Linked DNA regions of Sus scrofa: region 2 is linked to region 1. Evidence: chromatin contacts called from public HiChIP or PLAC-seq data. All regions are on one chromosome and are shown on one strand. The core of a region is the stretch at or near the end of the contact, and the rest is flanking DNA. Distances in the headings are between cores, read along the strand shown.

The links. HiChIP or PLAC-seq counts read pairs in DNA pulled down with a chosen protein or histone mark.
Region 2: an H3K27ac HiChIP or PLAC-seq map of skeletal muscle shows a contact between it and region 1, with 7 times the contacts expected there. The contact joins the enhancer-like site here to the promoter of MYBL1 in region 1. A contact is called at or near these places in 4 of 5 promoter capture datasets (fetal liver, fetal skeletal muscle, liver and 1 more), 24 of 47 Hi-C or Micro-C datasets (adipose tissue, alveolar macrophages, blood and 15 more) and 2 of 2 datasets of contacts at active chromatin or transcription factors (alveolar macrophages and skeletal muscle).

What each region holds. Positions count from the first base shown.
Region 1 is chr4:68,117,308-68,123,004 of Sscrofa11.1, reverse strand. It overlaps MYBL1 (myb-related protein A), which reads right to left and starts at 2,927. Exons shown (of 16, transcript XM_021089286.1): 1 at 2,492-2,927. The coding sequence starts at 2,511. LOC106510063 (a long non-coding RNA gene) reads left to right here and starts at 3,224. Exons shown (of 2, transcript XR_001308193.2): 1 at 3,224-3,564; 2 at 3,652-3,968.
Region 2 is chr4:68,259,438-68,265,322 of Sscrofa11.1, reverse strand. It overlaps ADHFE1 (hydroxyacid-oxoacid transhydrogenase, mitochondrial), which reads left to right. Exons shown (of 14, transcript XM_003125603.4): 11 at 1,379-1,457; 12 at 1,630-1,726; 13 at 4,190-4,347. Among named protein-coding and RNA genes, the nearest start is that of ADHFE1, 23 kb to the left of the region's middle. Within about 2 kb of position 3,867, at least 19 of the 83 cell types and tissues checked have an H3K27ac peak or open chromatin away from gene starts, as enhancers often do. A contact at or near this core is called in adipose tissue, brain, mesenteric adipose tissue and 4 more, where this site is marked.

The DNA of each region.
Region 1 (5,697 bases), core at 1,678-4,177:
TGAGGTTAACAGTGTATTACCCCCCACTTTTTTTTTTTTTTTTTTTTCAAGATCATACAGGAAAGGTGTATTACAGGATTTATGCCTGCAGTTTTATGCAAAACTTTTACACAGGAAAGTATACTTTTCAATCAAATATTTAAATGACTGTATAAGTGAAGATCTTAAAGTGCCTGAATTATGCCCTTTTTCATTCAACTACAAATTAAGTTCACATTTACTCCTAAGATATTTGGTTAAAGGCATAAGACTAGACTTTGCCCAATAAATCATTTATCCTTCAAAATTTTCACTTCCTATTATTTTCTAAGATAAATAAATCATATTTACATACATAAGAAATATAAATTAGAGCACAAAACACATTCAAGTATGAAAAGACCCTAAGAAATACACCATTCAGAGGTGATAATTTCTCCTCACATCCTCTACCTGCATACTGCCACAGGGAGTGTAGCTTCAAGCCAACTGCATTTAATTACTCCAAACTTATGACCCTTTCAACATTTCTATAATACATTTCAATTAATTTTTAGAGCTGAGAGGAAAAGTCAACAGTACAATTAAAGAAGTCAAAGCTCACAGAGTTATCAACAAAATAATTTACACAAGCAAATTAATCAATTTCTTTCTTAGCCTATTATTATGAAGCATACACAAATTAGGGACAGAAAACTGACTGGAGAAGGCATTCAAGCATCCATATCTAACCATAACTAACTCCTGATGACAGCATTAGCCAAAAAACTCCTTCAAATAAGATTAAAATCAACACTGGTAAGTAGATAATGTCACACACTGAATATAAACAAACTTCTGTTATTGAGTTGACATATTCACTTTTCACTGGGCTTAATAAAGGTTTAATTTTTTTTTAAAAAAAAGCTTTTATAAAGGCCTAAACTGGTACCTCAGTAATTACAGATACAGGAGCTTTTTACTATCTTTTCTGAAGACTGAGAAGTTAATTGGGTCTTGACGTTATAGAGCAGTGATTCTCACCTGGGTGATTTTGCCCAACCAACAGTTATTTGGTAACGTCTGGAGATATTTTCAATTGTCACACTTGGGGGAAGTGGGGTGTTACTGGCACGTATCGGAGAGAGGCCAGAGGTGCTGCTAGACATTCTACAAACCACAAGACAGCCCCCCTCCCCAATACAAAGAATTGTATGAATCGGATAAAGACCAGAGGTGCTGCTAGATATACAAACCACAGGATAGCCCCCCTCCCCAATACAAAGAATTATCTAATCCAAAGTATCAACAATGCCTAGGTTGAGAACCCTCTTCTAGAGGTGCATGCGGGTGTGGGTACACCTGTGGCACCTCAAGAGTCTGATCTATTCCCTAGCTGCTACAAAATAATAATCTAACAAGGACTTGATTATATTCTGTGCTGATTTCTGCCAAAATGCCTTGCATATAGATGCTTAACAAATGAATAAAGCCACAAATATTATGTGCAATTATTGCCAATTTTTAATGGAGATCTGCAATGAATAAATCTAGCATTAAAATTCAATTTAGGAAATACACTTCCAGTTAAGACTTTGAGGCTATGGATCTAGGTAAATAAAAACCATTTGGAAATCCTGTCAAACTTCTCTTCATGTTTATTTAATAATCCTGACAAAAAGGGCCCTAGTTTTTTGTCATCTAAGTGATTACTACACACAATTTAGGAGTAGCTACTGTAGTGACATATTAACAAAGATGACATGCATAAGTTCAATCTAGCAAGTTTCCAACAAAAGCCATGTCCTGTCTCTGTGCAACACTTCCGTAGACACACAAAATATTAAGTGAATCAAACACATTGTTTTATTTTAAGATCAAGCTACTGGCGGTAACAGTGTGACATCTCCCAGTAGAGGATATTAAATACATATATATATATATATATATACACATAACACTAAAACCATGAGGATGGTAATTACAGAAAACATCAAAAAGAGCCTCTCTACTCATGATTCCTCAGAGGATTTCCATACCTTTCAAGGTGGCAGAGATGGCCGAGGGGTCCCCACCTATATTTAACACAAGAGTTCCTATTTTTAACAGGTCCAGTAATTCAGAGAAAAAGAGGCCCTCTGAATGCCACTTTGAGGTCGTCCGGCCAGGTCAGTACCCCAGCCTCACCAGAGGAGCGGACTCCCTGAAAGCACACAGACTTACCTGCCAAGAAACTCCCACCAAGAACTTGCCGCGAGAGATTGTGGGTCCGGACGTGCGCTGGGGGGGGAGAAGGGACTCAAGGAAGCAACCCGGGCATCTGTTGCTCACTTCGTGAGTCTTAAACACACCGGTCCCCGACTCTCCACACGTCACAGCTGCGCTCCGGCCAGCGTGCCGAAGCGGCTGTGGAGCAGCGGGCAGGATAACCTCGGCCCGGGCTAGGCAGGGCCTGGTGGGGAAGCGGCGGGAAAGGCAGGATGATCTGAGCCGAGACTGTGCCGACAGGCCTGGAGAAGGGGATGTCACCCACCTGCGCGACCTCTTCGCCATCCTTCAAGTACCGCATAGGCGCAGGCTGGGCGGGGACGCAGTTCAGCCTCCTCCAGCCTCAGGCGAATGCTCCTTCTCCCCAACCCTCCCGCCGCTTCACTCGCTCACGCTCCGAGGCGACCGAGTGCGGAACTCAAGTTCCCGGCAGAGCAGGACGGAGGGGCGGACCGAGACCCGCCCCCGGCCCGCAGCGCCGCTCCTAGCCCCGGCCTGGCCCGGTCAGGGATACCCCCAACATGTCAGCAGGCGCGCTCCTGCCCTCCGCTGGCCGCTCCCCCTGCCTCTCAACCTCCTTGCCGCGGTCCCAGCGCGGCTCCGCCGCGGGAGCCGACCCCCGCCCTCTCCCCGCAGCGAGCCGCTCTGCAGGGCTCGCAGCCTCCTGCAGGGTTTTGTCCGCACCGCCGAATCTCGCGCCCAGCCTCCCTCAAGAGCCGCCGTTTGAATCTGCGCACGCGGCCCGGAACCTCATTGGCTGTGGCGGCGGCACGCGGGGGAACGAGGGCGGGGCCGGGAGAGCGCGCGCGACTGAGGGCGGGGCTGGGGAGCTGGAAGCCGGGACTGGAACTCGCGGGAGCGGGGGAAGGAGCTGGGAGCGAGGGGGTGGGGCCGCAGGCGGGGCTCGCGGGTCTAGCTATGACAGGACCCGGAGCGCGCCCAGCGCCGCACCGCGAGGGGGCGGGGCGCCGAAGGCCGCGCGGGGCCTACTGGGAAAGCAAGTTCCAGGCTCGCGGAGAGGCTATCTGGCCGGAAACGCGGCCTGAGCCCAAATTTAACGGGATGCGGCACTGTTGTCCCTGGGGGTTGAGCTGTCCTGTCAGGGATTGTCCCCGCACCCTTCTCTCGGCCACAGCTGCTCACTCCTGGGGTGCATCCCTCCTGTTAGGAGGCGCGGTCTTCGGATTTGAGACAAATCTAACTATAAAATTTGCGCGGCCGTTATTGTTTAAGCAAAAATGAGAGCTCTTTTGGCCCAAACTTGGTAGTCAAGATTCTGTAGCAGGAAACTGAACATCAAGACCGAGCAAGAGTGTGACAGGTGGAAAAAGTTTTCAGGTAGACACGTGCTTGGAATGGAAAAGGGAAAAAAACAGGGTCTGCGGCTGGTCTTCAAAGAGCTTAATCCACTACCCGGTTCTGCAGGAAATAACTGCGGTGCGCAGTGAAGGAGCCGTGATCCCGGAGAAGAATGCGGGAAGACAGGAATGGACTGGGAATTACGCGCAGATAACCGAGCGCGGTAGTCAACAGGAGAAGGTTATCTTCCTTCGCAGGAGAGAGGGGAGGAGTAAGGAACTGCTGGGGAGGAGCTTCTAGCAGTTACAAGTACGAACTGCTCAGTTTAACTCTTATTAAAGTAGATTAATTACAGTAATGATTAGAAATGCTAAAGGATCCAAATTTGCAAGGTAACATGCTCTACTGCATAGAGCACAAAACCACATGTTAATGTAACAAAACTTACATTTTGCTATTTTGAAATTTTACGCATCAATTTTTGCAAATCAAAGATGCAGGTGCAAATGTGAATTAAGAGGCGCTTGCATGTACTACTTTCAAAACTTAAAACACCTGCCTTTTAATACTTCCTTTTTCTCAAGTTAGGTTTCTGGGACGGTAAAACAGCTTTTCTTTCAAATCATTCTTTATTGTGTTGCTAATTCATTTAAAAAAAAAAAACCCTAATTTAGAAAGTAATGTCGTTTGAAAATAGTTTTCTTATATACTCCTAGGTCTTAATACTCTGCTTATTTACATCCTAAAAGGAAACCGTCTTTCTGCTATATTTAGGCTACAGTCAGTTTTATACAGAATACCTTTTTAGAGCTTGAAGACAGGTATTTTAGATTTTGACAGCAAACTAAATTCCCCTCACTTTAAAGGTAAACATAACTCCTCAGAAAGATAACATTACAAATTCATTTAAACTAGTTATAAAAAGACAAAATGTGGAATTAAAGTGGCTCACAGTTATTTCAGTACACATACTCAAATATAACCTGACACTGGGGGGGGGCGGTTAAATCAAAATGTTTAATAAAGAATTTTTATTCAGAGTATATAAAGAATTCTCAAAACTTAATAATGAGTTTGGTGAGATTGTAAATGGGTGCAACCACTGTGGAAAGCAGTATGGAGATTCCTCAGAAAACTAAACATAGAACTACCATTTGATCCAGCAATCCCACTCCTGGGCATCTATCCAGAGAAAACCACGACTCGCAAAGACACATGTACGCCAATGTTCATTGCAGCACTATTTACAATAGCCAAGACATGGAAACAACCTAACTGTCCATCAACAGAGGAGTGGATCCAGAAGATGTGGTACATATACACAATGCAATATTAAAAAGAAATATAAAATACCAGCATTTTTAGCAACGTGGATGGACCTAGAAACTATCAAGCTAAGTGAAGTCAGCCATACAATGAGACACCAACATCAAATGCTTTCACTGACATGTGGAATCTGAGAAAAGGACAGACAACTTCTTTGCAGAACAGATGCTGACTCACAGACATTGAAAAACTTATGGTCTCTGGAGGAGACATTTTGGGGGGTGGGGGGATGTGCCTGGGCTGTGGGATGGAAATCCTGTGAAATTAGATTGTTATGATCATTATACAACTACAGATGTGATAAATTCATTTGAGTAAAAAAAAAAAAAAAGAAATATAAGACACACACACACACCAAAAAAAAAAAAAACTCAATAATGAGAAAAAAAGAAGCAAAAAAAGTAAAGGACAGGAATTCCCTCTGTGGCTCAGCGGGTTAAGAAGCCACTAGTATTCATGAGGATAAGGGTTTGATCCCTGACCTTGTTCAGTGGGTTAAGGATCTGGGGTTGCCATGAGCTATGGTGTAGGTCACAGATGCAGCTTGGATCTGGTATTGCTATAGCTGTGGTGTAGGCCGGTGGCTATAGCTCTGATTTCACCCCTAGCCTGGGACCCTTCATATGCCACGGGTGCGGCCCTTTAAAAAAAAAAAAAAAAGACACCAGATTAGTGCAGACACTTTTTCAAAAAAAAAAAAAAATACAAATGGCAAATAAGTAGCATGAAAAGATGTTTCACATCATTAATCACTAGAGAAATGCAAAGTAAAACCACAACAAGGTGCTACTAGTACACAGTTATTAGAATGGGGAAGGAGACTATACACGTGTTAGTGAAGATGAA
Region 2 (5,885 bases), core at 2,618-5,117, 140 kb before region 1:
ACAGATAGCTTCTAATCTTTTTTTTTTTTTCTTTTAATTTAGGGCCGTACCTGCAGCATATGGAGGTTCCCAGGCTAGGGGTCGAATCAGAGTTGCAGCTGCCGGCCTACACCACAGCCACAGCAACACAGGATCCTTAACCCACCAATCGAGGCCAGGAATCGAACCTGCAACCTCATGGTTACTATTCAGATTCGTTTCCACTGTGCCACAACAGGAACTCCCTAGACTCTAATCTGATGACAAGCAAGGGGCACCTTTTTTAATTTTTTAATTTTTTTAAAGGGCCGCTCCCTCAGCATATGGAGATTCCCAGGCTAGGGGTCTAATCAAAGCTACAGCTGCTGGCTTACCCCACAGCCACAGCAATGCCAGATCTAAGCTGCATCTGCGACCTACACCACAGCTCACGGCAACGCCAGATCCTTAACCCACTGAGCAGGCCAGGGATTGAAACTGCAACCTCATGGTTCCTAGTCGGATTCGTTTCCACTGCAGGAACTCCAGCACCTTTTTTTTTCATACAGTTCACCAAAATACTTCATCTTCCTATGAAATGTAAATCTTTTAGTAAATAAAAAAGTCATCGAATAACCCACATTAACAGACTTACAGACCATTTTACCATTGTAAAGTGCTTCATTTTCAATATACTAACTGTAAACATAGTAACTTCTCACAATATGTGTTTTCTGGGTCATCCAGCAAACTGTTATATTGTCCTGTTTGTTCACTAAGAATTCGAAAGGATATAAAGAGTTTTCACATTAAAACAAACCAAAAAATCCCCACACATAAAAACCATAGTGCCTTTTCTTAATAGCTTTCAGGCTAGAATAATCACATGTAATTCAACTCCCCTTAGTACATAGCATTTAAAGGATCTATCAATCATCGGCAAGACACTGGCAGATCAGACTTGCATGTCTAATGCAGTACATCTTGGCTCATAAAACTCCCACCGACACCCTCAATTTGTGAACGAACAACTGCCAAAGCCAGAGGAGTGCAGAGCAAGATAGAAAATGCTTACCCTGAAGCCTATCAAAGAAACTGCAGAGTGAATTCTTGATTTCTTCACAATCATAAGGTTAACTGGTATGCTTGGGGAGCAACTTCTGTATCGATAATTTTTGATGGCATACAATTCTATGAGCATTTGAATTTGAACATTTCAGAGGTTTTGTCAACGAATACACCAAACATCACTGCATAATAACATATCCTCACAGGAATCAAAGGAAACAGAATGTCTAAGTTGGTGGGTTAATAATATTGTCACGAGACTGTGAAGGGCTCTCCCCTGTGAGTACTTCTGAACTGTTAACTTGATTTTTCATATCTGTATGTCAACCTAAGGACTGTCTTTCTTTTCTAGCCATGGAATGTCTTACCCAATTTCGGGCTTAGTGAAGACATATAGAGCAAAGGATTATAATGTGGATCACCCACTGGTGGTAAAACCATAATAAATTCTTTTAATTTAGTCTTAGATTCCTTGCAATTGCCATAAATGTATTTGTCAATTCTTCACTGCTTGGAGTACCGGCTAAAGTAATTTAATATCTAGACCATGGAGGCTGAAGACCAGATTTACCCCATCACTCACCATGTTCCATTTCCCTCCAGCCTCATGGCCTCTCTGTGGTACTCACCTCCCCAGCAGTATTCACGTTCACGGCACAGATGTCACCTGAGCGACACCTGGAGACAGCAGGAATACTAGGTATGAACCACTGCTCATAAATCTCTGACCCACATACGTGGAGCGTTTCCTAGGATTGTTTCTGAAGATCAGCCATAAAAGATAATACCAAGAAACACTGCTTTGAGATAATTTAAAATGTCAATGAGCTGCCCAACTCCTATCTAGCACTAAAATTCTATAATTTTATGTTTCTAAGAGTCTATTAACGATGAAATGGAACCAAATATTGCTTATGTTAAGTTTAGAGTAAGAATATTTCCACTGTTTTCATCCTCAAGGCAAGTGAAACTCTTTATATACTATTAATGCTATGCTTTTTGTTTTAACAGGAAATAAAATGAATCCAAATTAGGAAGTAACAGTAAATTTCCAATTATACAGAACTTTAAATAACCAGAAACTTTATAAAGAGTTCCCCAAAGACATATTTGTTTGCTGTTCTATAGAATAAATAATGTCAATAATAAGATGCCCACGGTGCCTTTTGAATCTTACAAATGCAATGACATTTAAGATCACTTTAGTGTTAAGTAAAATATTAGTATTTTTCTAATACAAGAACTCTTTTAAGTAACCTTGAGTATTCGACTCACTTTTAAAAAATCTATTCCCCTACTTGTGTTTAGGGTAGAAAAGGAAAAGCTAAAAAGAAAACCGATTTATGCTCTTCTAGCACCAGCCGTTGGAGGGATTATTTCCAAGAAGGTCGGAACAACCACAGACATCCTTCCGAGCGTCTCGCCTCACCTCCACTTCTCACACTAGGTGTTACTGAAAGAAGGCCAGGCCTTGATTTCCCCACACATGACTGCCTGAAACGTGGTGCCAACTTTTCCAGGGATCTTTTCCCTTTCAGACTGGGGAACATTGGTCAGCCCTAAGCTGAAACTCAGACCCTTGGTAAATAGGAAACGGCATAAATAGGCAGAGCCCAGATACTAGGCTGGGCATATGGTAACTGGGAACATCTTCCAGAACCTAAACCTAACTTTCCAGGCAACCAACAAAACTGAGAAGGCAATGCCTCTGTCAGACAAAACCCATGCAGTTGTTTCCTCTTACACGGGAAATCTTAGATAATGTCATTCCGCATTTAGCCATTAAGTATTTTGATTCCTCGTGTAATCTTAGAGTTAAAGCAATGTATTCTCTCTTTCCTACCCTCTCTTTTTTTCTAAAACACTTCATAGGAAAACCTGGAGGTTTGGATGGTATGTTTTATGGCCACAATCCCGGGAACATCAAAACCTCATAAACCCCGTATCGCGTGTCACCTCTCCACCGAATCGGTATCCGAGCGGCCACTGTGTAATACAGCCTGGTCTTGTCAGGTCGGCTCTACCTTCCATCTAGCTGCTCTCCCAACAAGCTCCGGACCTGGTTCTATTTATACCTTTTCCTGGATTACTTAAACAGTTCTGTCAGAGAACAGAAAGGTTAAAACTGATTTAACAATATACTTCAGTACGGGGGTGAACCGGACATTCTCGTCTCTTTTTGACCAATACAGAGGAAGTGGACTTGGACAATGGGAGGCATTTTGGATAATAAATAAATAATGCTGCCTTCTGTTTACAGATTGCTGCACTTTCTGGCAATGAACGTGTCCACCTAGAACAGATGGGGGCAGGGGTGCTAAAGATCTGGAATCAGTTTCGTCTGAGAGCTTTCACTGCCACCTACCTGAAGGCAGGACCCCCGGGCTCTTCCACACTGAAGCTCCATGATTTTGCGTATTAATCAGTGATTATGAAAAAATTCTGTCCTTACAAACCTCCAGCCCTTGGCAACCTTCTTCCTTATTCACTATCATCGTTATCTCCATAGTAAACACTGCTTTCTGAGTCTCCATATTCTTAATTCCGCCTGACAGATTCTTTAACATGTATTTAGAGGAACCTATATACATTTGGCAACAGAATTAAAAAAAAAAAAAAAAGGTTTTGTATCTATAAAGAGGAAATATTTCCTTCCCTGGCCACACCTAATCCATTTTTATCGTTTCCTTCTTTCTGGCAGTTAATGTGGGCTTGGGGGGCTTCCGAAGATTCTTGTCTCATGAGTGTTTGCAAAGGGTTTGTCTCCCTAAGCTGTTGCTGTGAGAGAGGACATGAATGTGCAGACCTCTAGGTGTCAGCAAATTCCCAGCCTTCAAAGTTACATAAGCTGTATTTCCTCCTCCAGATGCTCACTCCTCCCGTCCAGACACCAGCCTTCTTTCTTGGTCTCCTTCCTGTGCCTCTTTTCCTGGCTCTGTTCCTCCCTTCCCACCCCAGTGGGAAGGTGAGAGCCAAGTTAGCGGCTCCTCCTGCCCTTCCCTTCCGCGGGGCTGACTGCTGGACCGCCCCCACGTGGAGCCACAGGGTGCCCTTGTCCTCGGGGTAAGGGAGCTGGCAGTAGGTTATATTTTCAGCTAACCGGAGTCACACCCAGGGCCAGATTCCCTCTCCCTCTCTACAGTCGGTGCTCTGTGTCTTCCAGGAGCCGACATCCGCACGGCCAGGACCCCAGATGCTGGGCCCATTTTGGCAGACACTCTGCGAAAATTCTTATTTGATCTGGATGTGGACGATGGCCTGGCTGCCCTTGGTTACTCCAAGGCCGACATCCCCGCCTTAGTGAAAGGGACACTGCCCCAGGTAAGAGATGCAGCCCAACTGCACCCCCCACAAGACACACAAAGCTCCAGGGGAGACATGGTCCATCTGGGGCATCTTAGGGGGCATATGAAAACCCAGATCCCCCCTTCCTCTTCCTTTGCCTTTACATTATTCCATTAAAGTGTGGCTTATGTGAAGCTTTGGTGATATAATGAAAGGATCCTTTATAAAAATTTAAGGCAAAAACAACCATCTTTATCTGGAATGTTGCAGAATTTCCCTTTTCTTCATTTCTGCTCTTTTAAAAGCCCCCTATCAAACTATGAGGAGCTGTCCCAAAAGGGCCACTAATATTATTTTCCATTATAAGGAGTTACAAATTCTATTTTGTGAAGAATAGACATGGCCCTTTAAGATGATTGCAGAATCACTTTTTAAATATATTTGGGAGATTGTATACTTTATCCATATGTATACATATCTGTGTCACTTTGAATCTTCTTACATTTATTTATATGTTCCTAAAGAATCTGAAGCAAGCAGTTCTCCTGTATATGGTGGGATCGTGACAGATGTAAAGTTTCCCCTCCAGCTTCTCATGAAGAGGGGTTATCCCCCTTGGGTCTCTCCTTCATTTAGGATCAGACACCCTTGTGTCATAGCCCCAAAGCCTAACAGGTCAAGGCCCTGCTCACTGCAATTCACCATAAAATAGAGAGCTCAGGGCTGTGAGATGACACCAGGCTCACTCAGTCCTCCTGTCCAAAAAGGGAAAGGCAAGGATCACTTAAACAGTATGAGGATATACGGAAAAGATGAAAACTCTAATTCAGAAAGATACATGCACCCCAATGTTCAGAGCAGCACTATTCACAACAGTCAAGACATGGAAACAACCCAAGTACCCATCAACAGATGACTGGCTTAAGAAGATGTGGTATATATACAATTAAATATTACTCAGCCACAAAAAGAATGAAATATTGCCATTTTCTGCAATGTGGATGGACCTAGAGTTTATCATACTAAGTGAAGTAAGTCATACAAAGACAATTAACATATGATATCACTTATATCTGGAGTTTAAAAAACAATACAAATGAATCTATATGCAAAACAGAAATGGACTGTCAGACGTAGAAAACAAACTTACAGTTACCAAAGGGGAAAGGGAATGGGGAGAGGGATAAATTAGGAGTGTGGGATTAACAGATACAAACCACTATATATAAAACAGATAAGCAAGGAGTTCCCATCATGGCGCAGCAGAAGCAAGTCTGACTCGGAACCATGACATTGTGGGTTCGATCCCTGGCCTCACTCAGTGGGTTAAGGATCCTATGTTGCTGTGAGCTATGGTATAGGTCACAGACATGGTTTAGATCTGGCATTGCTGTGGCTGTGGTGTAGGCCAGCAGCTGTAGCTCCGATTAGACTCCTAGCCTGGGATCCTCCATAGGCTGCATATGCAGCCCTAAAAAGCAAAAAAAAAAAAAAAAAAAAAGCAAAGCAATAAGAACTCACTGTATATAGCACAGAGAGTTATATTCAATATCTTGTAATAAACTATAATGGAA